3 separate regions of the Mus musculus genome follow, and regions 1 and 2 are each linked to region 3. A link is a contact called in public HiChIP or PLAC-seq and promoter capture Hi-C data. All regions are on one chromosome and are shown on one strand. Each heading gives the region's core, a stretch centred on a gene start, on an enhancer-like site or on the middle of the called end of the contact. The rest is flanking DNA. Distances are from core to core; before and after follow the strand shown.

Region 1 (2,700 bases), core at 163-2,662, 260 kb after region 3:
TAAAAATGTATTTGGCAGCTTGGCGTGGTGGCGCATGCCAGCACTCGGGAGGCAGAGACAGGCGGATATCTGAGTTCGAGGCCAGCCTGGTCTACAAAGTGAGTTCTAGGACAGCCAGGGCTACACAGACAAACCCTGATTTGGAAAAAGAAAGAAAGAAAGAAAGAAAGAAAGAAAGAAAGAAAGAAAGAAAGAAAGAAAGAAAGAAAGAAAGAAAGAAAGAAAGAAAGAAAGAGAGAAAGAAAGAGAGAGAGAAAGAGAGAGAGAAAGAGAGAGAGAGAGAGAGAAAGAGAGAGAAAGAGAGAGAAAGAGAGAGAAAGAGAGAGAAAGAGAGAGAAAGAGAGAGAAAGAGAGAGAAAGAGAGAGAAAGAGAGAGAAAGAGAGAGAAAGAGAGAGAAAGAGAGAGAAAGAGAGAGAAAGAGAGAGAAAGAGAGAGAAAGAGAGAGAAAGAGAGAGAAAGAGAGAAAGAGAGAGAAAGAGAGAGAAAGAGAGAGAGAAAGAGAGAGAAAGAGAGAGAAAGAGAGAAAGAGAGAGAAAGAGAGAGAAAGAGAGAGAAAGAGAGAGAAAGAGAGAGAAAGAGAGAGAAAGAGAGAGAAAGAGAGAGAAAGAGAGAGAAAGAGAGAGAAGAGAAAGAAAGAAAGAAAAGTATTTTGCTCATTTGGTAAATATGGAGATTCAGAGTTGGTGGGACACCTCGAACAATAAAGACACTGAAGCTGATGATCTGAGTGTTCAGTCCCACAAGATGGAAGGTGAGGAACCCACTCCTGCAAGTTGTCCTGTAACTTCCGCCCGCGTGTTGTGCCACGTAAGCGCTCACATATAATACGAATAAAATAATTTTAACCTGGCGGTGGTGGCCACATTTTTAATCTCAGCACTCCGGAGGGAAAGGCAGGCTGATCTCTGTGAGTTCGAGGCCAGCCTGGTCTACAGAGGGAGTACAAGGACAGCCAAGACTACACAGAGAGACCCTGTCTCGAAAAACAACAACAACAACAAATTTTAAAAGAAAACGAGAATGAACAGAGTTGTGACCCAAGCATGACAAGCATTCTGAATAAACGGGATTCGTGGACTGTGCCCATCACAGCTAACAAGGTGCAAGAGAGCTTGGAGCAACCCTTAGGCGGAGGTGGGAATGTGTGGGCGCCCCCTAACGACAAGATCCGCTAGTGGTCAGCGGGTGCTTGTAACCGGGGACAGGGTAGCTCTTAGTCTTCACATCGCGAGTGGAGGAATCTTGTTTACCCCAGCGTGGGAGCCAAGCTAGAGCGCAGGGATTAGAGTGCGCACGCGCGTCGCTCTGCCAGCCCTTTCTGGGGCTCGAACACTCGGGTACTGGCTGGCGGCGCAGGCGCGCTGGAGGCCTGTAGAGGTCGCGGCGCCTGCGCAGTCACTCTTCCTCAGGCGGCCGCCATGGCGGGACAAGAGGATCCGGTGCAGCGGGAGATTCACCAGGACTGGGCGAACCGGGAGTACATTGAGATCATCACCAGCAGCATCAAGAAAATCTCAGACTTTCTCAACTCTTTCGGTCAGCGGGCGAGCAGGGGAGGCTGGGAGGAGGGAGGCCTGGGAGGCGGCCGGCGGCGGGGAGGAGAGGCGCGCCGCCCTGGCTACTCGCTTCCTCTTTGGCTGCCCGCCGGCCCCAGTGCCCTCACCCCGAGCCTCACTGGGCCGTTTCCGAGGGTCTACCCTGCCCGTTGCCATGCCCCACTTGCGCTCGTCAGCACGCCCACTGTCCAGCCTCTTAGGCCCATCCATCATCCGCCCCGGTTTGCGCCGCGCTTCCGTGCCAGTCTTCACTTGGCAGGCAGTGCGCAGCCGTGTCACGGTCACGGTCGCGCTTACTGTTGAGAGACTCCTGCTCGTTGTCCATCTCCTTCAGGAAGAAGTCCGAACCCCTTTGATGTCATGCCTTCTATTGCTCCCGTTTAACCACTCCCGGCAGGTTCATTCATCCCCGGCTCGATTTGGTGCTAGTGCTGAGGGTTGTAAGGGATGGGGCCCGCTCGGGCCTTGGGAATGGCTTTTCTAGCCCTGTATCTGCTTCATGGTAGGTGCTCTGGATGCTTCTGTCTGGCTCCTCGGATTTTACAGGGCAGATGGTTTCAGCAGAGTCCACTTTTCCAAAAAACTATTCCTAGGTGTGGCCGGCTAGTGACAGTCTTGATTTCTTTCTGCGTGCGTTCCTAGCCTTCTGGACTGAAAACCTGTTACAGACTTCTTATGGTCTCCGGAAGGGTTCTTTCAGGGACCTTCTTACACAATACAAGACGTGCAGATGGCATCCAGTGATCTTTTTCACTAGAGTGCTTTGGTTCTACTAATTAGCAACTTTCAGCATCTTGGGGAGAAAGTGCTGTATTTTGAAAAAAATTAAAGTGAATCGTATATTTTCTAGCTAAAGACCCGATGAGTCCTAAGTAGTATGATAGAAGGTAACCGAACAGTAGCTTCAATTACGGGGTGTAGTTCAGGGATTGGGCTCCTGAGTGGTAAGCACAAGACCCCGGCATCCCCCACTTCTTAGAGTTTTCTTTCTCTCTCTCCTTTTTTTTCCTCCTTTTTTTGTGTTTTGTTTTGTTTTTTGGTTGGTTGGGGGTTTTTTGTTTTGTTTTGTTTTTGTTTTTTGAGAAAAGAGAACAAAAAGGAAATTGGAAATGCATCATTAAGGGGCAGGGGATGCCTAGTCTG
Region 2 (2,700 bases), core at 82-2,581, 280 kb after region 3:
TCCTGCCTCTGCCTCCCAAGTGCTGGGATTAAAGGCGTGCGCCACCACTGCCCGGCCCGTACATTTAAAAAAAGCTCATCTGATGAAACTTCTGCCAGAAATGTCTATGGAAAAATGGCACTGAATGTTATCTGATAGTAGTTGTATGCTAATTCTTTGAACCAGTCATGGTAGCACATATCTAGAATGCCAGTACTTGGGAGGCAGACACAGGAGTGCCACTAATTTGAGGCCAGCCTGGGCTATATATATTCAGCTGCAAGGCAATGGGAACTATGCAATAAGTCTGCGTCTAAAAAGAAAAAGACAAAATATTTTAAAATTCTATTCACAAACATAAAAAAGTTTGAAAGGAAACAAAAACTGGTAATACTGTTTTCTGGGAATGCAGATGGAAAAGGAGGGAAAGTTTTACTTTTGTACTCTGGAAGACATTTTGAAATGTGTAGTTAAAAATAGAGACAGACTCAAACTCATCAATGAGAAAAACTTTAAATAATAGCATAGGTGGGCCCGGCAGCGGTGGTACTCAGCTTTTATATCAACACTTGGGAGGCAGAGGCAGGAGATTGGAGGTCAGACTGGTCTACAGAGTGAGTTCCAAGAGAGCTGGAGCTACCCAGAGAAACCCTGTCTTGAAAAACCAAAAAGCAAAGGCAGAAGGGGAAATATGGCAAGCCCGTGGAGATCTTAAGAGAAGAAATTAAATTTAAGTACACTCAAAAAAAAAAAAATATATATATATATATGAGGCTCATGCCTGTAATTCCAGCACTCTGGAGTCAGAGGCAGGAGATCACTCTTAAGTTTGAAGCTGGTTTGGTCTGTACACGGAATTCCAGACCAGCCAGGGGGAAACAATGCTACCCAAAAAAAAAAAAAAAAAAAAATCCAACTGCCCTTGGTCCCTGTTCTCTGGAGTCTGAGGCAGGGAGATCTTTGAGTTCAGGACAAGCCGGATATACATAATGAGTTCTAGGCCTACATAGTGAGACCCTACCTCAAAGCAAGTCTTTCTGGCATGGAGATAACGGCTTTAATCCCAGTACTCTGGAAGCAGAGGCAGGCAGATCTCCGAGAGTTCGAGGCCAGACTGATCTAGGGTGTGAGTTCCAGGACAGCCAGGATTACACGAAGAAACTCTATCTTGGGGGAAAAAAAAAAAAGAAGGAAAAAGAAAAGGAAAGGAAACAAACAGAAACCCAACTGTAGGAGGTGGAATTTATAACCCGGGGCTCCGCCGCGGCCCCGCCCCGCCGCCCCGCCGCCCCGCCCACTGCTGCGGCCCCGCCCACCGCCGCGGCCCCTGGCTCCGTGCCGCCCCGCCCCCCAGTTTGAGGGCTCCCGGCGGCCATTTCCGCCTTCAAGTTGCCCGGAGCGCGTCTGGGACCGGCAGACCTGTCCCGGAGCGCGTAGATCCGCACGCACGCACGCGCCGCCCACGTCCAGCTTGCGAATCCGAGGGACCCGTTCCAATAATGCCCCGGAAGGCAGCCAGTCCAGAGGAGGCGGCGGGGGAGCCCGGTCCTGAGGAGATGGAGGCTGGGCGGCCGCGGCCGGTGCTGCGCTCGGTGAACTCGCGCGAGCCCTCTCAGGTCATCTTCTGCAACCGCAGCCCGCGCGTCGTGCTGCCTTTGTGGCTCAACTTCGACGGCGAGCCTCAGCCCTACCCGATCTTACCACCGGGCACCGGCCGCCGCATCCACAGCTACCGAGGTACGAGCCGCGCGCTAGGCCGCTGCTGCTGTAACAGGCGGGGCGCTTTCTCTCCGACCCCGAGCATCTTGTCCCTACCCACTGCATCTACCCCGAGAAAATGCCCGGCCCCTACCAGTGATTTCGGATGCAGTGTTAACCCAGTTCCCGGTCAGGTTCGGCATGCGAACCTGCCTTGGTGATGACAACTTGGAGGGTTACAGACAAAAAAAATGTATGAACAGACAAGAACCAGCCTGTGTCATAATTGCTGCGCTAGGCACCGAGCTTAGAGGTTTGCGAAAGCATGGGCAGAGTGTGGGTGCGTCCAGGTGAAGAAAGAGCACGCAGCTTAGGAGAACCGGAGTAGGATAAGTCAGCTGAGGGAGTTAACAGTTGTAGTTGGGGGATCACCTTTACCGATTGGCGTCTTGGCCGAAAACAAGTGAGTATGGGATAACGGGTTGAACTCTCGATCTTTCTGCCTTCGCCACTGATTTCAGGTTTGTACCAAGCCTGACCACGTAAGCTTATTAACTGTGACAAGCATCAGTGGAAGTCAGTCAGTTCTATCAGTGTCATGACTGGATGGCTATGAAAAACAAGTGAAGCCGCTCTCAGGTGTACAATCCCCAGGACTCAGAAAACCGAGGCAAGATGACTGCACCAGGCTTTTTTGGTTTGCCGCCAAACAGTGAGAGAAAAAGTTCAAAAGTTGATTTTAGCCGTAGTGAATTGGGGCTGTTTGACATTGCCTTATTTATGTATTGAAAAAAAATGTACCCAGATCTGTGTGTGGTAGCCCAGGACTCAGGAGGCCAAGACAGAAGGATTTCACTGAGTGCAAGTCCAGCCTTGGCTAAGCCCCAAGATTGTGTCTGAAGCAACCAGCCAGACAGCTGAGTGATGTGGGAATTTTGTAGATCAGGCTGGCCTCTCACTGAAATCCAACTTCCTTCTGCCCCCTGAGTACTGGGATTAAAGCAAAGGCCTTTGTCACCAAGG
Region 3 (2,700 bases), core at 92-2,591:
CCTATCTTGGACCTTTCCCTAGACAGCTCTGTGTCATCTTACAAGAAAGGGTGGGTTCTCTCCCCATGTATCATGTGAGAAATCTCGGAAACTGAGGTTGGAGATGGATAGAATGAGTCCAGAGTTGCCCAAGAGAGTCCCAGCTAAGCTTGCTAAGGACAAAGGGTGTCATGTGTTGGTCCAGTAGGAGACTACTAGACTGGGGGAATCATTCAGAAAAGTCAACATCTCAGAATCAACTGAGTTTGAAGCCAGAACAGAGCCCCTCATGCCCTAGAGCTCTGGGAAAGCAACCTCCTGGTTCCTTTGGGAAGAATGAAGAGAAGGCACCCTGACCAGAACTGAGAGTCCACTCCTTGAGTGGGACCTTGTTCCCAGAGCATTGGCCAGCATCCCAGGTTTTCTGATGAAAGAGGCAATGGTAAATCCATGTAAAGTCAAACCCACATGGATGCCAGCACTAATGACCCTCACAGTTCCACACCCTGCAGCAGACACCACTCCACATCAGCAGTACATGAATCTTGAGTCCAGACACCTTCCTGCTAGATCCATCACACTGCACACCACGTCACCTGGTTGTGCACATATGCCCAGCATCAACACACGTTCATATACACCACTCACACCTACCTGTCCATCCAAAACACCCAGACCCTACACTGCAGTACTGATTCCATGCACACACGAACAAGGTGGCATCCGTTCCCACATACCAGACATAGCAACTTAGTCCTGTCTATGCCCTCCAACTCCTCAGCCCAGAGCCCTACACAGCAAACCAAGCCTTAACAATCTGCCTAACTAAACCCCCTCAGAGGAAGACCAAACCTCCCCTGAACTCTACCCCGCAAGCCAGACAGCAGTGTGTGTGTATCCTTGAACACCATATGCAACAACAAAAATGAATTCCCAGATACCTTTACACAACTGAAGCACATTCCTGCTTCAGGGAACCCCTCACATGCCCTCCCCGATCTACTCTTCCAAATGCCCACGCCCTTCCATGGTCAGGCCTAGCGCTTGGACATACACCACACACACACAGACCCTTCCCCACCCTTTTCTGATATCCAGGCAATATCCATGGAGGTCACCTAGCACCTAAAGGGCCTGGGACGGGAGGTGGGAGAGAAAGGCCCAGCCCTGTTCCGTCTGTCTGTCCAGGGGCCAGGCGCCCCTCCCACCCTTGGGCTTCAGTATCTTGTGGCTGGAGCGCCCCGCTGCACAGAGCCGGGGCAACCCTCAGTTGTACCTGCGGCTGCCCCGCCTCGGGGCTGGCTGCGAGGGCCGAGGTGGCTGGTGCGGAGCTCCCGCCGCGTCTGTGCCTGGTCAGTTTGCCTGCTCAGTCGCTGGCGCTCGGCTGGGGCTCGGCTCCCTCGGCCCGCCTGCGGCTCTGATGTCAATGGAGGAGGAGCCTGCGGCAGAGGACCTGGGGACTAGGGACGAGCACTCTCGGACTGGAGAAGTGGGCCCAGTTGTTCTGTTACAGGCCCTATAGCATGCTTATGTGCCCTTTGGTCGTCAGCAGGAGACAAGTGAGAGCCACAGATGGTCTTGAAATCAGCACTTAGTTAGAAGCAGATGATTTTTGAACCAATATTTATGAGATGCCAGAGGCTGGCCAGCTTGAACCTGGCATTGTTTTCAAAACAGTTCTGGGACCTGCCTTAGAGTTCTTAGTCTCCTTCTCCTCCTCTCCTCACCTTCCATTTAAAAGGAGCTGGACCTATGCAAGACTCAGAAGACTAGTAAGGGGCTGATGAAAAGCTGTAAGGTCCCATTTAATAGGCAGATAAACTGAGGACCTACACCAGCAAAACAGAGCTAAGGCTTCTATCCCACACACTTTCAGGTACTGCTCAAAGAGACTAGGGAAGAGAAGTGGAAGGGGGAGATGCAGTTAAATCTGGATCCTTAAGGAAGCAAGCCAAAGAGGACCAAAGTGCCATGTGACCGTGGCTGGGAGCCAGGGTGGGGAGGGTGGAGCATATCCCTTCCTGGGGCTCTAGGCTTGGGGCCAAGGGACCTGACCCGACTTGGTTTATGCAAGGCTCTTTGGGACTAAATTGAGCTCAGACTAGAAGGGGAATCAACTGGCAGGAATTAGAGGTAGGTCTGCCCTGGAGCCAGGCAAAGGACGCAACCTGGCCTGTCTAGGGCAGCTCTCCCTCCTGAGTTCAACCTCTGTTTCTCCCAGTTTGGCCCTCCTCTGTCCTGGAGTGGTCAGGCCTCAGAAGACTAAGCTAAGATGCTAGAAAGGTTTTGAAGTCAACCACCTCCCTTTCTGCTCTCCCTTTCTGAGCCTCAGTTTCTTCCCTGAGACATGGACTTATTAACGACTGACTCTAAGTTTTCTTGAGAGTTCTGTGTAGTGGGTGTGCAAGTACTTAGAACACTAGTTCAAAACAAGCTGGTGTGGTGTCTGACACAATCTTAGCACTTCAGAAGCAGAGATAGGTGCATTGTGAAATGTTCTAAGCAAGCCGGTGGTGAGGTTCTCCTTCAAGGGGAGGAGGAAGAAAAGACAAAACAGGAGGATTCGGGGATGGTTCAGTGGGCGAGCGGCTCAAGGACAAGACCTGAGTTCAAATACTCAGAGCCTGTGTAAGAAGCTGGAGGGGGCTGTGTGCCTCTGTAACCCCAGAACTGAGGGGGAGCATGCCACCAGCCTAGCCCCAGGTTCAGAGAGGGGTGCTG

Evidence for each region. HiChIP or PLAC-seq counts read pairs in DNA pulled down with a chosen protein or histone mark. Capture Hi-C pulls out chosen DNA fragments and counts their contacts.
Region 1: a FOXA1 HiChIP or PLAC-seq map of pancreatic cancer cells shows a contact between it and region 3. The contact joins the promoter of Brk1 here to the promoter of Camk1 in region 3. A contact is called at or near these places in 4 of 39 promoter capture datasets (the 3T3-L1 cell line, hippocampal neurons and liver), 1 of 484 Hi-C or Micro-C datasets (palatal mesenchyme), 2 of 115 datasets of contacts at active chromatin or transcription factors (microglia and pancreatic cancer cells) and 3 of 9 other capture datasets (adipose tissue, liver and pancreatic islet).
Region 2: a promoter capture Hi-C map of pancreatic islet shows a contact between it and region 3. The contact joins the promoter of Vhl here to the promoter of Camk1 in region 3. A contact is called at or near these places in 4 of 39 promoter capture datasets (3T3-L1-derived adipocytes, hippocampal neurons and liver), 1 of 484 Hi-C or Micro-C datasets (palatal mesenchyme), 2 of 115 datasets of contacts at active chromatin or transcription factors (embryonic stem cells and memory CD8 T cells) and 3 of 9 other capture datasets (adipose tissue, liver and pancreatic islet).

Annotation. Positions count from the first base shown.
Region 1 is chr6:113,603,360-113,606,059 of GRCm38.p6, forward strand. Brk1 (BRICK1, SCAR/WAVE actin-nucleating complex subunit) reads left to right here and starts at 1,413. Exons shown (of 3, transcript NM_133937.1): 1 at 1,413-1,537. The coding sequence starts at 1,420.
Region 2 is chr6:113,622,663-113,625,362 of GRCm38.p6, forward strand. Vhl (von Hippel-Lindau tumor suppressor) reads left to right here and starts at 1,332. Exons shown (of 3, transcript NM_009507.4): 1 at 1,332-1,716. The coding sequence starts at 1,479.
Region 3 is chr6:113,342,581-113,345,280 of GRCm38.p6, forward strand. Camk1 (calcium/calmodulin-dependent protein kinase I) reads right to left here and starts at 1,342. Exons shown (of 12, transcript NM_133926.2): 1 at 1,256-1,342.